Regions from separate parts of the Drosophila melanogaster genome. Here region 2 is linked to region 1. Evidence: chromatin contacts called from public Hi-C data. All regions are on one chromosome and are shown on one strand. Each heading gives the region's core, a stretch centred on a gene start, on an enhancer-like site or on the middle of the called end of the contact. The rest is flanking DNA. Distances are from core to core; before and after follow the strand shown. Region 1 holds the start of CG2493. Region 2 holds the start of IKKepsilon (I-kappaB kinase epsilon).

Region 1 (6,819 bases), core at 1,028-3,527:
TGTGCCAAATTTACACGAAGAGCATTAATTTTGCAATTTTACTGGCGCTTCTTTGCCATACAGCGAAATTAAATATATTAACATACATACCTTTTATGGTAGCTAAACGGTGTGTAGATATAAATAAATGCGCTGCTTTCAAAAACTGCGATGTGAGATCTCAAAAGAGACTGCAGAGACTGCTGCCAGTTCCTGTTTGGGGGAAAGGGCTCCAGAGCGGCGCAGTGGACAATTATTCAATTATTTCTGAACGCTAATTAGTCGAACAACTAGAGAGCCACAATGATTATTGTTTCTTCTTTTGACATTAGCACACGCAAAAAGCGGGAGAATGAAATCAATTAGGCGAGCCAGCGCACAGGATGGAAAATAATCTGGCCACGAGTCCGGCGATGATTATTGTGATGGATATTTCATGTGACACCAGCGGCACCGGCGGAGTGACCTCATTGCATTGGCTGACATTTCTGATGCTGCTGCTTTGTTTCCGTTTCCGCTGGGCCCGTTTTGACAGCTGCGCACGGACCACCCACCACATTCGCCCACTCGAAATTCAATTTTCCGCCGTTTTTATGATAATTTATAGGGCTTATTAATTTATGTGCAAAACTCGCGGGACCGAATGAATTGATTTGTGTCCGCGCATAAATGTGCCATTTCGCATTAGGCACATTTACCCAATTCATTACACTAAATTGTCACAGTATTTTCTAAGATAAGTAATTTACATGCATTGTGAGCCGATCGGAGAAACTGAACTGAAGCACCAAGAAAGAATCGTGTGGCAAAGCCAGCGAGGTAACCTCTTACCATATGCCAATTATGTTGCCCCAATATTATGCCATTGGATACACTTGAGTAGCTACCCCTGCAAAAAATGCCTATCTAAAGACATATTTGACTATGTATAATATGTGGGATTGATCAGGCGGAACGACACGAAATTTATATGATAGATGCCAACGGTTGACATTATACAGGGATTTTCAAGAAACAAAATATTGTCAAACATCATTTTAAAATATTTTAACTGTGTTATATTTAGTACTACAAAATGAACTTTAATTTTTCTAGTGCGTATATTTACATCATTTCGACACATGAACTTTACATTTGCCCGTGTTTTTTACATTCTCGGTATTTTACTCTCAATCCCGTTCATGTGCCTTTAACGCCATCTGGCGTTTGTTGCCACAATCAGTTCAGAAGTGGGAAATTTATTTCAAAAAATGTGTTTGTAATTGCTGTAATTAAATGTTAAAACGAAAAAATAAAACAATTTTTTAATATATTTATATATATAGGGTACAGCTTTCAGGGTCGGAATAGCAAGGCGAATTGAAAAACTGTTATGGCTATTCTATCCTTTGGGCTATTCTATTCCAGATAGAAATAAATACAAAGATCCGATTAAAAGAGTGTCCGCTAAATACCAAAGTCGTTGTGGTAAAATATTTAGCAACAGATAAAGTTACTTTATAGTTACACTGTTCAATGATTGCAAAATATTGGCCACTCATCGAAGTGTTTACTTTTGAGAAGGAAAGTGTCCTCGAAGAAATCATTAGAGCACTTTTGGAAGCAAGATTTTCATCTAGGCACCGAAGATATTCAAATGCATTATGTTCATATTACTTTAGAACGACCCGATAGCTTGGCAGAAGGACATGTTCTTCAATGAACGTTTTAAATTATCCAACTTTCAAATCCAACAGACATAATGAAAATTTAAATAAAATACTAAACATATATGTTTATTTCATATTATGATTTTTACGGATTACGAGGCCTCATGAAATATTTTATTTTATCACTATAAATATTATTTTTAATAATTTTCCGACTTACTCACTACTCATTTTTAAATGCATGGCGAAATCGAACTCAAATCAAATCAAAATAGGGGGAAATGACAGGTGCTTTGCTGAAAATTATCGAGAGTTGAGTGCAGTGTTGGTAAGTACTTATTTGAAGAAGCTTAATGGGCATCGGTTTGTGTTTTTTAAACTTTTGGCGATTAAAAAGAAGGTTTTAAATATAAGACGTTGTTAAGATGATTCGGCACACTAAGATCAAAACAATGTTTGTTTTCTAACAAGATATGATGAGTTCAAATGAATCTCCACTTAATTCTTCATTACCCTTTACCAAATGAGTGGTAAATGTAAAATGCGTAGTTTTATTAACAATATGTATCCGATTTTGAAATGCAAGTTATCTTTTTTTTTTTTGAGTGCTTTAGAACCGCTCCAAAAATCACGTCTCGCGATCTGGTAACACTGCACAAAGTGTAATATAAAGCCCGGCTTGCAGATAACGAACTGAAAATTGTGCAAACCACAGAGGTCATATGATTCTTCGCGATATGGGAGAAGCCACAGTGAGAGCTGCACTGTTAGCGGTTTTGGGAATCCTGCTGATCGCGGGCTGTGATTGCAGCCAGCGGTTCAAGTACGAGATCAAGGAGTTCCAGGTGCCGCTGGACCATTTCAGCTTCCTGATCAACGCCACCTTCAACATCCGGTACTTGTACAACGACTCGTTCGTGGACAAGAGCAATGCCCGCACCCCGATTTTCTTCTACACGGGCAACGAGGGGGACATCGAACTCTTCGCCCAGAATACCGGATTCCTGTGGGAGCAGGCGGAACGACAGCGGGCTCTGGTGATCTTTGCGGAGCATCGTTACTATGGAAAGTCATTGCCCTTCGGTAGCTCCACGTTCAACACCAGCCTGCCGGAGCACTTGGCTTACTTCACAGTGGAGCAGACGCTCGAGGACTACGCCATGCTGATCACGTTCCTGCGGAACGATCGCCAGATGCCCGTGGTGGCCTTCGGGGGCTCCTATGGCGGAATGCTGGCCGCCTGGTTCCGGATGAAGTATCCGCATTTGGTCAACGGAGCCCTGGCAGCCTCGGCGCCCGTTCTGCAGTTCCCCGGGATAACCGATTGCGACATCTTCTACAGGATTGTGACATCGGTGTTCCAGAATGCCTACAACGAAAACTGCACCTTGAATATTGCCAAGTCGTGGAAACTCTTCGAGACTCTGGGCGCCAGCGAGGCCGGCAAGAAGCAGATATCGGATGCATTCCACCTATGCAATGCCCTGAAGAACGACGACGATCTGAAGAAGTTCCTGGACTACGTGGAGGAGGTGTACAGCAATCTCGCCATGGTCAATTACCCGTACAACAGCAGTTTCCTGGCCCCATTACCTGCCTATCCCGTGAGGCAGGTGTGCTACTACCTGAAGGAGCTGCATTCCACCGACGCCGATTTGCTGCACGCCATGTCCAGCGCTTTGGCTGTCTACACCAACTACACACAGTCCGCCAAGTGCCTCGATATATCCGTCAACTCCAACGCCGATGACTCCGGTTGGAATATCCAGAGCTGCAACCAGATGGTGATGCCCATCTGCTCCAATGGCTCCGAAACCATGTTCCGCACGTCCAGCTGGAACTTCAAGGATTACGCGGAAAAGTGCTACAAGAACTACCGTCTCACCCCCAAGCCATACGACATCATTCTGCGCTATGGCGGCAGAAACCTGGAGGCTGCGACCAACATCATCTTCAGCAACGGTCTTCTGGATCCCTGGAGCGGTGGCGGTGTGCTTCAGGCTCCCAACGACAAGGTCTTCGTCATCATCCTGCCCGAGGGAGCCCATCACTTGGACTTGCGCCACAGCGATCCGGCCGATCCACCTTCTGTGCGCGATGCCCGCGATAAGGAAGCAGCCATCATAGCACGATGGATCCAAGATTTCTGAAGCGAGATTACTTTTACCCATACTGAATCGCTCCACTATGGGGATTCATATTATATAACAGCCGAGCAAGGCCAGATTAATCAAATATTTGGTATTCTTAAACCAAGGAACAAATTATGAAACACTCAGTTTAAGATCACAAAAATTATAAGCCATACTAAAGTTTTTTGAATTGAAGATCCTGTTTGCACATTCGATTAATATGGAGTATTTAGTAGTTTTGTGAAATACTATATTTTCATTAACTATGATGGAGAAGGATGACGTTTTGGACCTGGCAATGGTGAATAGGACTAGTTCATTATTTACTTGGATTGCCAATATAATTCATAAAAACAAATAGAAATTTATACAATTGGAACGCATTTGACTAATCGATGGATACGCTGGATATTTCCATGGAGCTGTTATCATCCGAGGGCGCCTGCTCGGGCGGATTCGAAGGGCCACCGGATGTGCCAGGCGTTTCCTCGGTGGACATTGTGACAGCAGTTGCCGATGGCGTGGTGGTGGTGCCGCTGGCAGGCGCGGTTAAGCTAGTCCTGCTCGACTGGGATCGACGCATGCCCTGAATCAGGTTTCGGTCCGGACGCAAGCTGATCAGGGAGCTACTCGAGGCGCTCTCCGCAGCTACGGTGGTCGTGGAGGTAGTCGTGGTGGCTATGGATGTGATGGGAACTCGAACTCGCACATCCTGGAGCTCCCACTCCATCTCGTCCTCGGAACTGGTATCTGCATTCGCCACGGCCGTCGAAGTTTTTACCTTCTTCTGTCCCTCAGCATTGCGCTTCCAGTCAATCGTCTTCAGCAGCGCCTTTGCCTCCATTTTGCGCTAAAAAGATTGAGTGTTTTCGTTAAATTCATTACAAATTTCCTAAAACAATGCACCCACATCCTCTGAGTCTAGGCATTTGTAAGCGTAATAGGCGGCTCGTTCGTACTCGCCCTTCTTCTCGTAATAATTGGCCAGCGTGATGAACCCTTGGTAGAGGCTCTGCTTATCGGTGGCCGCCCGCTCATCCTCGCAGTACATGATGTAGCAATGGACCGCCGTCTCGTGGTCGCCGAGCTTCTCGTGCAGATTGGCCAGTTTGTACATCGCTATGCCCTCTATGTCACCCACATCGATGGCCTTCCAGTAGCACTTCACAGCATTTTCGCACTTGTCCAGCTTCTCATAGGTCTCGCCCAAGGCAACCAGCATTCGAGAGTCGTAGGGACGCAGTTGGTGGGCGATTTTAAAGTAGTACAGGCTGTAGTAGTGCATTTTAATGATCTCGTAGGCCTGGCCCAGTCCATACCAGGCGCGATAGTCCCGCTTGTTGACCTCCACTGCCTTTCGGTAGCTCTGTATGGCTGCATTTGTGTTTTTCAGCTCCATGAACTCGTGTCCCATCAAGGTCCAGGCCGCCAGATACTTGGGATTCAGTTTCAGGGCGCGTTGAAAGTAGGAAATGGCCACCTGGTGATCACAGCGGATACTGTAGTAGTTGCCTGATGGAAAAGCGTGTATTATGGTAAGCTATAACATTAAAGCAAAGCAGAGCCTAACCTATTACACAACACGTCTCCGGGCGGTACTTGTTGATGCTGACAGCCTTGTGGGCCAACTGTGCCATTTCGGTTTTCATCTCCTTGACGAACAGCAGATTGGAATAGGTGTCCACATTGTCCAGGCGGTAGGGATCGCTCTCGAGAAGCGCCTGGTACAGCTCAATCGCCTTGTCCACATCCCGCTTATTGTGATAGACCAGAGCCATCTGGGCAATCAAGTAGATGCTCTTGCTGAAACCCGATGCCTGCAGGTCCTCGTAGATCTTCAGGCCGTCGTCGTTGAGGTACAGCTCCAGGTAAGTGTGCGCCATGAAGAAGTGCCGCATCCAGTGACCACCCAGCTGCAGGCTCAGCAGTTTCTTCTTCTCCATGATGAGGGGCGAGAGCTCCAGATAGGCGCTCCACAGCATGGGTACCAGTCTGATGGCCTGGACCAGCATTTGCTCGGCGGCCTGGTTGAGATTCAGTGCTTTCAGGACTACTCCGTATAAGTATATTCCGTAGCCATCGAGCCGACTTTTGCCGTATTCCATGCGCAACGTAGCCAGCAGGTCGGCGAGATCGCGCATCTGATTCGGTTCGTGCAGATTCGCCTGGTCCGTGGTCGAGTCCAGTCGCCGCTTTTCCCTGGCCATGTAGCTGGAATAGAAGTGCAGGAAGCGCGGAACACTGGACTCGCAGTTCCTGACCGCATGCGCCGCCCTGTCGTACTCCCTCACGTCGTAGTAGCTCTTGGCCAGGAAGTAGTCGCTGTACTCCTCCGGCGCAATCCCCTCCAGCTGACACTCGCTGAATGTGCGATCCTCATCAGGCGCCTCATTGTCTATGTGCACATCGGCCAGTCCGTGATGCATTTCCGCCAGCCACTTGGTGCTGTGCAGGAGGCCCCGCTTGGAGCACTCGATGATCCCGCGGCGCAGCTCCCGCTTCACATCCGGCAGCAGCACGCTGAAGAACTTCTGCATCGCCATTGTTCCGGATTTGTTTGGAAAGGCTATGAAAACAATTTTATTTGCCGGCGCGCTTCGCCTAGTGGTGTGCTAACTAAACTATCGGACATTGATATTCGTGTGTATCGATAAGTGCGTGGGGGTGCTCCTTAGGTGACCAGTCACTAGATAGATAGCTAGTAGGTTAGTAATGAGCTCTGCTTGAATTACAAATATGGAGTGGTTTTTACAGGCAAAAGATTAGATTACTTCTATAGTTGTGCGAATATGTACTTCCGTAAATTATTTTTTATAATATGAATAACATTATGAAAACCGTGACTGGTTCACAAAGATAACAGAGTGTGTGCAGACACCTGGTCACACCTAGAGGGATGGTTTACTAAGAGGGGAGAAATAAACGCTGACCATAACAAACTGCGCAACAACAACAATACAGATTAGGCAGAAAACAACAAAATTGCAAAGCCAACGCTTTTGTTAAAACAATAACAGCCACTCTTGACGTCGTTTTGCGCAGGGAAGTGCGACCGCCGA
Region 2 (6,539 bases), core at 1,227-3,726, 210 kb before region 1:
CGTCCTTCTCCAAAATTTGAGTTTTAAGGTAGACGGTCTGAGCCAACTTATACCAGTCCGCCAGGCACTCTGCGATTTGTGCCACTGTCGGATTTACGTTATCCAAAAGCAAGGCCTTTATCCGTTTGCCATTGTGATCCACTTTAATCTTCTCCAGGGCATGAAACTGTTCGTCGTTGTAGGTCAGTGTGCGCGTTGCACGATCCCGGAGCAAGTGCTGCCAGGAGTCCCGCAGCCTTTCTACCAGATACTTGGCCTGGGCACTGGCTCTGGTCTTGCAAGGACACTTCTTTCCGTGCATGGAGGAGGTCCATTGATCGCTGGATAAGAAATCGATTGGAATTATAACTTAATCCAAGCATATTTCCAACAAAACCTACTTAAGTTCGTCATCTATCACAAAATGTTTGTGCATCTGCGAGATCACATCCGCGGCTCCATCAAAGTCGCTTTTGACATTTTCCAAGGCAGTCAGCAGGGTCTTTATCTCCTGATCTCCTTTAGTCTAAAAGAATACCAATGCGATTATACCAAGGAGTTATCCACAGGGAGACCTAGCCACTTACCACTCTGGCCATGCTGTGCACCACATCTGCATAATCAATCACAGTGGAAAGCAAGTTGTCAAAACTCTCAGTTTTTCTGAAATTTAATTAACTTATTATTTGATAATAAAGTTTCTCCTCCTTTTACTTACTTCAATAGTAGAGTTATTGTGGTCACTAGCATCTCTATGAAGTGCTCCACTCCCTTCTTAATAAGGATATCCATGGAAGTAAAGATGTCCACGCGTCTTTTGCATTCATGGCCAACGCTGCAAGCGGACTTTGCCAGACTGGCGTCGTTCTCCACTGAAACATTGGGAGGGAACACTGGGAACTTGGGGAGATCTAATTGCTGGGGCAACTGAACATTGTTGTCGTCGTTGCTGTAGAGGAATATTGGCTGATCTGTTGTGGTGGCAGGGAATGCTTTAGCTGGAATGTATAAATTGTTTTTCAATTACCATTATATTTAAAAGGCACTGACTCACCTATCGTTCGTGGAGTAACCTTCTTCTCCAGATGCTCGTTGTTGAACAAAAGGATCTGCTTCTCCAGCGGCACCTCTGTTTGCAGGAAAATACGCTCTCGGAAGTTGTCAATTTGCTCGTCTGGCTCTAGGAACACTTCCACCGAACTAGTCCGATTGGTGAAGAACACATGAATGACACGCTTGCGGAGGATGAGCGTCACCTCGTGGAAGAAACGATCGAAAGACCAGGTCTTTTCCCTATTCTCCTCGAGAAGTCCAGCTAGAAGAGGCGTCACCAGGGTTTTCAGTCCCTGCGAGAGATGGGCGTGCGGTGGCAACGTGGTGGACCATTCAATTGGTCCATTCTCGGACAGCTGAGTGCCGGAAATCACCCCAGAAGCCTTTTTGGTAGTGATTTGGTGCATGGTCTCTCGGTTTTTCCTTCCACCAAAAGGTCTAAAAGGCAGATTTCCGGTGGCCACATGGTAGAGCGTGACCCCAATCGACCACAAATCCACATTGGCGGTGAACGATCGCTGGATTGACTTCCTCAGCACAGCGCGCTCGTAGAGATCGGGATGAAGATACTCTTCTGTGCCGTATAGAGAGGCAAACGGCTGATTATCCTCCAGTTCTCTAGCAGCACCGAAATCAGTAAGCTTGTATATGGTTTGCCCGTCCTCCGAGATGAACTTCATTATGTTTCCGGGCTTCAGATCGCGATGCACCAGCTTGTTATCCCGCAAGTGCTTCATTCCGGCGCACAAGTGTTCCAAGACCAGCAGGAACTCGTGTTCCGGCAGACCGTACGAGTTCTCAGGATCGTCCAGGATGTTAAAGAGACTTCCGCCTGTGCAGAGCTCCATCACGATCACCTTACCACGCCCCTCTTGATCCTCCTCGATCGCCAACAGCTTTACTATATTCTCGTGGTTGACCTTTTTCAGGGCCTCGAACTCCCGCATCTGCACATCAGCCGGTCGCATGTGACTGTAGGGATTAAAGGTCTTCACCGCCACCGATTCGCCGGTGATCTTGTTGACCCCCTAAAAGACAAGGAAAATACGAAAGGAAAGTGAGTCAGGTGGGAAATTCGGAACACCGTTAAGCACACTAACCTGGAACACGGAACCGGTGGCTCCCTTTCCCAGGACGCTGGTGGTGCACCACACATAGCTCACGGAACCGCGCAGGAAGGACATTTCGCGGCTGTTTTCCTCCTATTTTTTATTTTTTGATATAACTCCAAGCGCCTTCTCGATTGTGACAAACAAAAACACTGGTAAGGAAGGTCTATCGATAATACGATAACACTGCAAAACAACATGTTTATTTTGGAACTATCAATAAAATATATAATTATTCTATTTAGATTGTCTGTTTTATTACGTACACACACAATTGTATTAAACATATCTGCTAGGGAAATATTATAACCCGTTTCATGTTCTTTGTTAACCAGTGCAGTCGATAGAAAGTACTGTGACTGCTTCCCACAATAGCTGCTACTTCGATAGCTGCCTATCGCGTGCACGGGCACCTCCAGTTTTTTGTTATTTTACGTGCGCGTTGACATTTTTGCAGCGCTTTTTGATTTATTATTATTATTTTAACTAAATCACAATGGAGCTGGCCGCATGCTAAACCCGAGATCGATATCGAGTGAAAAAATATCACCGAATCCATGTCAAAAGCTCTGGCCCGACGGTACACGTACTTTTTGGCGAACGCGGGCCTCGCCTGTTCGCAAAAATAGTATAGTAAATTAGCGAATTGGGCACTAGCCACGGTTAAGTTAAGTCAAAGCGACTAAAACGATGCACATGCGGCTGCACTTGGTGCGCTTTATGTTCATAAATCTGCTGCTGAGGTGAGCTGACACAGATACCATCCATGCCTATATGGAGCGATTTCTAAGTGGATTTTCCGATTGCAGCTGCTGTTTCTGGTTGTACGACAATGTGGCAGCTGCAGACTCACAAATCCCAAGCAGGGCTGGCGACTCAGCCAAGGATGCAGCTCGGAAAACCCACATAGAGCCCGAGGAACCGGCGGCGCCTCCAAGGCCGGAACCTCCACCCCCGCCACTCCACAACGGAGCTGGAGTTTTGTTGCCCTCTGCACAGGAGGGCGTGCCCATCGTTGCCACATCCTCCTCCTCCTCCTTCGCCGAAGTGCCCCAAACTGGCAATCGGCCAATATCTGGGGACACGTCAGTGCCTGTAAAGGAGCTGCCCGCGCTATCTGACCAGCAGCGGACCAAAAGCCATAGTGAATATATTAGTGAAATCGATTTAGCCGCTGATGTGGGTGGCGCGTCCTCATCCACCGCCCAAGTGCCAAATAATCAATTAAATTATAATAAGCGTAGCAGTGCCGGTAAAGTGCATAGATTTAGTGAATCGCAGCAATTAGACCAACCAAAGCAATTGGAGCAGGAGGAGCCGGCGACGGGGCAGCCGAAAGCGCCGGAGCTGCAGGAACCACCACAACTACCGCAGGCGGAAGAAAGGTGAGTGGTTTATTGATCCCACACTCGCGGTCAATGTTGTAGTGGTTATGCAGGATTTATAAGAATACCTTTAGCTTGGAATTTATATAATATTATTGTTGTGGATAAGTGAGTTATATATTTTTGGAAAAGATAATTTTATTTTGGAGATCTATTATAATAATTTAGTTTGAAACCTTTTTACTTCAAAGTTCACCGCTGCCGTTTGTACACCTAGTTACATGTATGTGCACACTTCATGGGGTTTTCGCTGATAAGTTCTTGTGACGCACTGACGTGCCTTTCTATTTGTGTTTCCACGGGAAGTATTTCCCGCTGGCGTAATTTTTGTCATTAGTATGAAAGTATTTTTCAATCGACGTGACTTATTTACTTGAACTTGAACATGAAAGAGGGCTACAACAAAGGCCAATGCTAACTTATTTAAAAGGGAAAGAAGGAAACTGACGAAAAATACAGGGGCTTAATGTGTGAGGCATATAAAAAAGGCAAAAAGTGTACTGCATCGCTGATATGCAATTACCCATCCCATGAAGGAGCACAGCCTTGAGCCAAAGAGATTAGCCAGTACGGAAACTAAGAATAATAACTAAATACATGGTCATATGTACATAGATGAAATTCCCAGGCGAACGCAGTCATCTCAAAACTCGCGCTGTTATCAGCTGAATTAAGGCTATAGTGTTTTATATAGGGGCTCTTAGTCCCCCAATGACCCTTATCAGTACTCGGGGCTTGTTGTTGTCACGTCTTGAGGTGGTGGGCACGATTTAGGTTCGCTCACATGCTGCAGCCCACCAACAGCTGGATGAGATCAAAGATGCCTTTCACTCACTAGCTTGTTGGCAAGGTCATCGCAAAATGTTTAGCTGGCGCTTTGCTTTTGTTGCCTATAAATAGAACTGTCCAATAACATGATTATCGATGGGATACGATGCTATCCACCACACCAGATGCGTGAGACATCCGAGCGTTTTCCAACATTTTCCCCGGCATTTCCCAGAGTTTTGTTTACTTACTTGCACGCGAGTGTGCCACGTCGTTAATCTTTGTGGCTGCGACTGCAATTTGTTTTGCTCGTACGCCATGCATAGTATAACGTAGTAACCACATTCACTTGTTTTCGTTTCATTGATAGAGCTGGCTGGCTATTGATTAAGTGCAATAATTGCAGCGAGCTACGTAACTGGCATCTATTCTTAGATGTTCTCTGGCGCCACACACTTTCATGGGTGCTATCTTATCAAGTTTCAGATTTCGATCTGCTCACAGATATCTCATATTTTTTCTTTGTTAATTACTTTGCAGTTCTAGAATGCTTTTCCTCGAGATATATGATTGATTTTGTCTCGAGACGATTGGTTATTGAACGGAATGCGCTATTGGTTTATACACATGTAATGACTGCCCAAAACGTTGTCTCTGGAAATTCCTTTCGCCAATTTAGGTGCTTATATAGCCCTGGGTTTATTGCGTTTTAGCAGTTAAACCGACATGTGCTAAAGTATTTCAAATATAACTCATTCGCGGGCATTTCGTAACCGGGGGCCAAACTATATGTGAATTATATACGAAACTGTCTCTGTCCAGACCCAACGCCACTTCCATACCGACCGAAACCGATTCCAATTGCAATCGCAATCCAGCTCCAGCTCCAGTGCTCCGGCGATCTCCCACGCGTTGTCTTGTCACAATGCCTTTTGCTGGTAATTTGCTTTACAGTTTTTCAATTTATTTTCCCCTCCGTGAGTGTATGTACTTTCTAAATGCCTCCTCCGCCAGTCAGTCTGAGCCTATCTACTGCTGGCCGGCCGGCCGGTCATTTCATTCATCCCAAAAAAGTGGAAAAAATGAGTTGCACAAGTGGCAAACAAACATAAGATTAGACGCAGGCCACCTCTTCGATTTGGAGACTGAAATATACCCGCCATTTAGTGTACTTTAGTGCCTTCAAATAATAATGATGTACAAAAACAAAAAGTTACAACTCCTTAAGATTTATTATTGTACAATTTGTACTTGAAAGACGTCGCAGGAGTTCTCCATTTCCACCAGAGTTTCCTTCAAGTGTAGCATTTCTCTACCACTACGTGGTGTCCAGTCGCGGACTCGCTTGGTCGCAGATCCTTTAAAGGCCTCGTTGAGCACATTTGCATATCGTTGGCCTCTCGGATTTTAGTGCGCCGCTCTATCGCGGGTGGTAAAAGTGTTAAATGGCATCGAATCAGAGCCTGGCTTCGATTTGATGTCATGTTTGTGTCTGGCTGGCCCCGTAAATGGCTTTATCAGTACGAAGTTACTTTCATTTTTTGCATTTTCCGCGAACAGTTTTCGCCAGCACCTCCTGACAGACAGACAGACAGACAGGCAGACAGACCGACATAAATATGTTTTCCAGCCGCGGCGGTAGCACGCAGCCGACAGAATCAAAATCCATTTTGGCCTTCCAGACATCTCACACATTTGCTGCTGGAGACTGTAGATACATATGAACATATAGTATGTGCACTTGTGCATGGTTTGCATTTGGCAGGTGATCGGCGGCGAATCTTTCGCCGGCCGGGGAATTACTTTCACTTTCGACGCGAAGGACTCTCTAAAGAGATTTTACCATTTGGGCTTTCAAATGCATCATGATCTCGTTGAACAGCGTAATCACACTTGGCAAACCCATTATTATGTGTGTACTTACATACGTACGTACGCCCAGTTACACAGCGGGAAGTTGCCCACCATCATCATCAATAGCCTGTTCTCATGCCATCTGGTAGTTGTGTTTTAATTATGCCATTTTGACCAGTTGGAAATATGTACATGTAGTTTCCGAATTTTACATTTGCCAGAGCCTCTTTTTTTCTCCCTGTGTCCCGTGGACTTGCCCATAAAGTTCGCAGATCGTTCACGGCGATCAGGCAATTGGCACTTATGCAAATGTCGCGGACTTACAGCTTCGGAGGATTATATATTGTATAGATAAAACCGCCGATCTGCTGTCAATGATCGCTCAACGATC

What was found. A called contact is a pair of places that touch in the nucleus more often than the background predicts.
Region 2: a Hi-C map of the Kc167 cell line shows a contact between it and region 1, with 7 times the contacts expected there. The contact joins the promoter of IKKepsilon here to the promoter of CG2493 in region 1. A contact is called at or near these places in 3 of 107 Hi-C or Micro-C datasets (the Kc167 cell line and the S2 cell line) and 1 of 6 datasets of contacts at active chromatin or transcription factors (the Kc167 cell line).

Annotation. Positions count from the first base shown.
Region 1 is chr2L:20,458,902-20,465,720 of dm6, reverse strand. CG2493 reads left to right here and starts at 2,277. Exons shown (of 1, transcript NM_136193.2): 1 at 2,277-4,136. The coding sequence starts at 2,351. The coding sequence ends at 3,778. It overlaps lncRNA:CR44980 (long non-coding RNA:CR44980), which reads left to right. Exons shown (of 2, transcript NR_124394.1): 2 at 312-1,219. It overlaps CG18858, which reads left to right and starts at 6,646. Exons shown (of 4, transcript NM_001273699.1): 1 at 6,646-6,819. Cdc23 (Cell division cycle 23) reads right to left here and starts at 6,379. Exons shown (of 3, transcript NM_136192.3): 1 at 5,331-6,379; 2 at 4,671-5,272; 3 at 3,992-4,610. The coding sequence starts at 6,303. The coding sequence ends at 4,149.
Region 2 is chr2L:20,671,982-20,678,520 of dm6, reverse strand. It overlaps IKKepsilon (I-kappaB kinase epsilon), which reads right to left and starts at 2,476. Exons shown (of 7, transcript NM_136204.3): 1 at 2,408-2,476; 2 at 2,133-2,327; 3 at 1,034-2,060; 4 at 698-977; 5 at 567-642; 6 at 381-505; 7 at 1-320. The coding sequence starts at 2,216. It overlaps CG31678, which reads left to right and starts at 2,580. Exons shown (of 6, transcript NM_165336.3): 1 at 2,580-2,884; 2 at 2,951-3,526. The coding sequence starts at 2,832.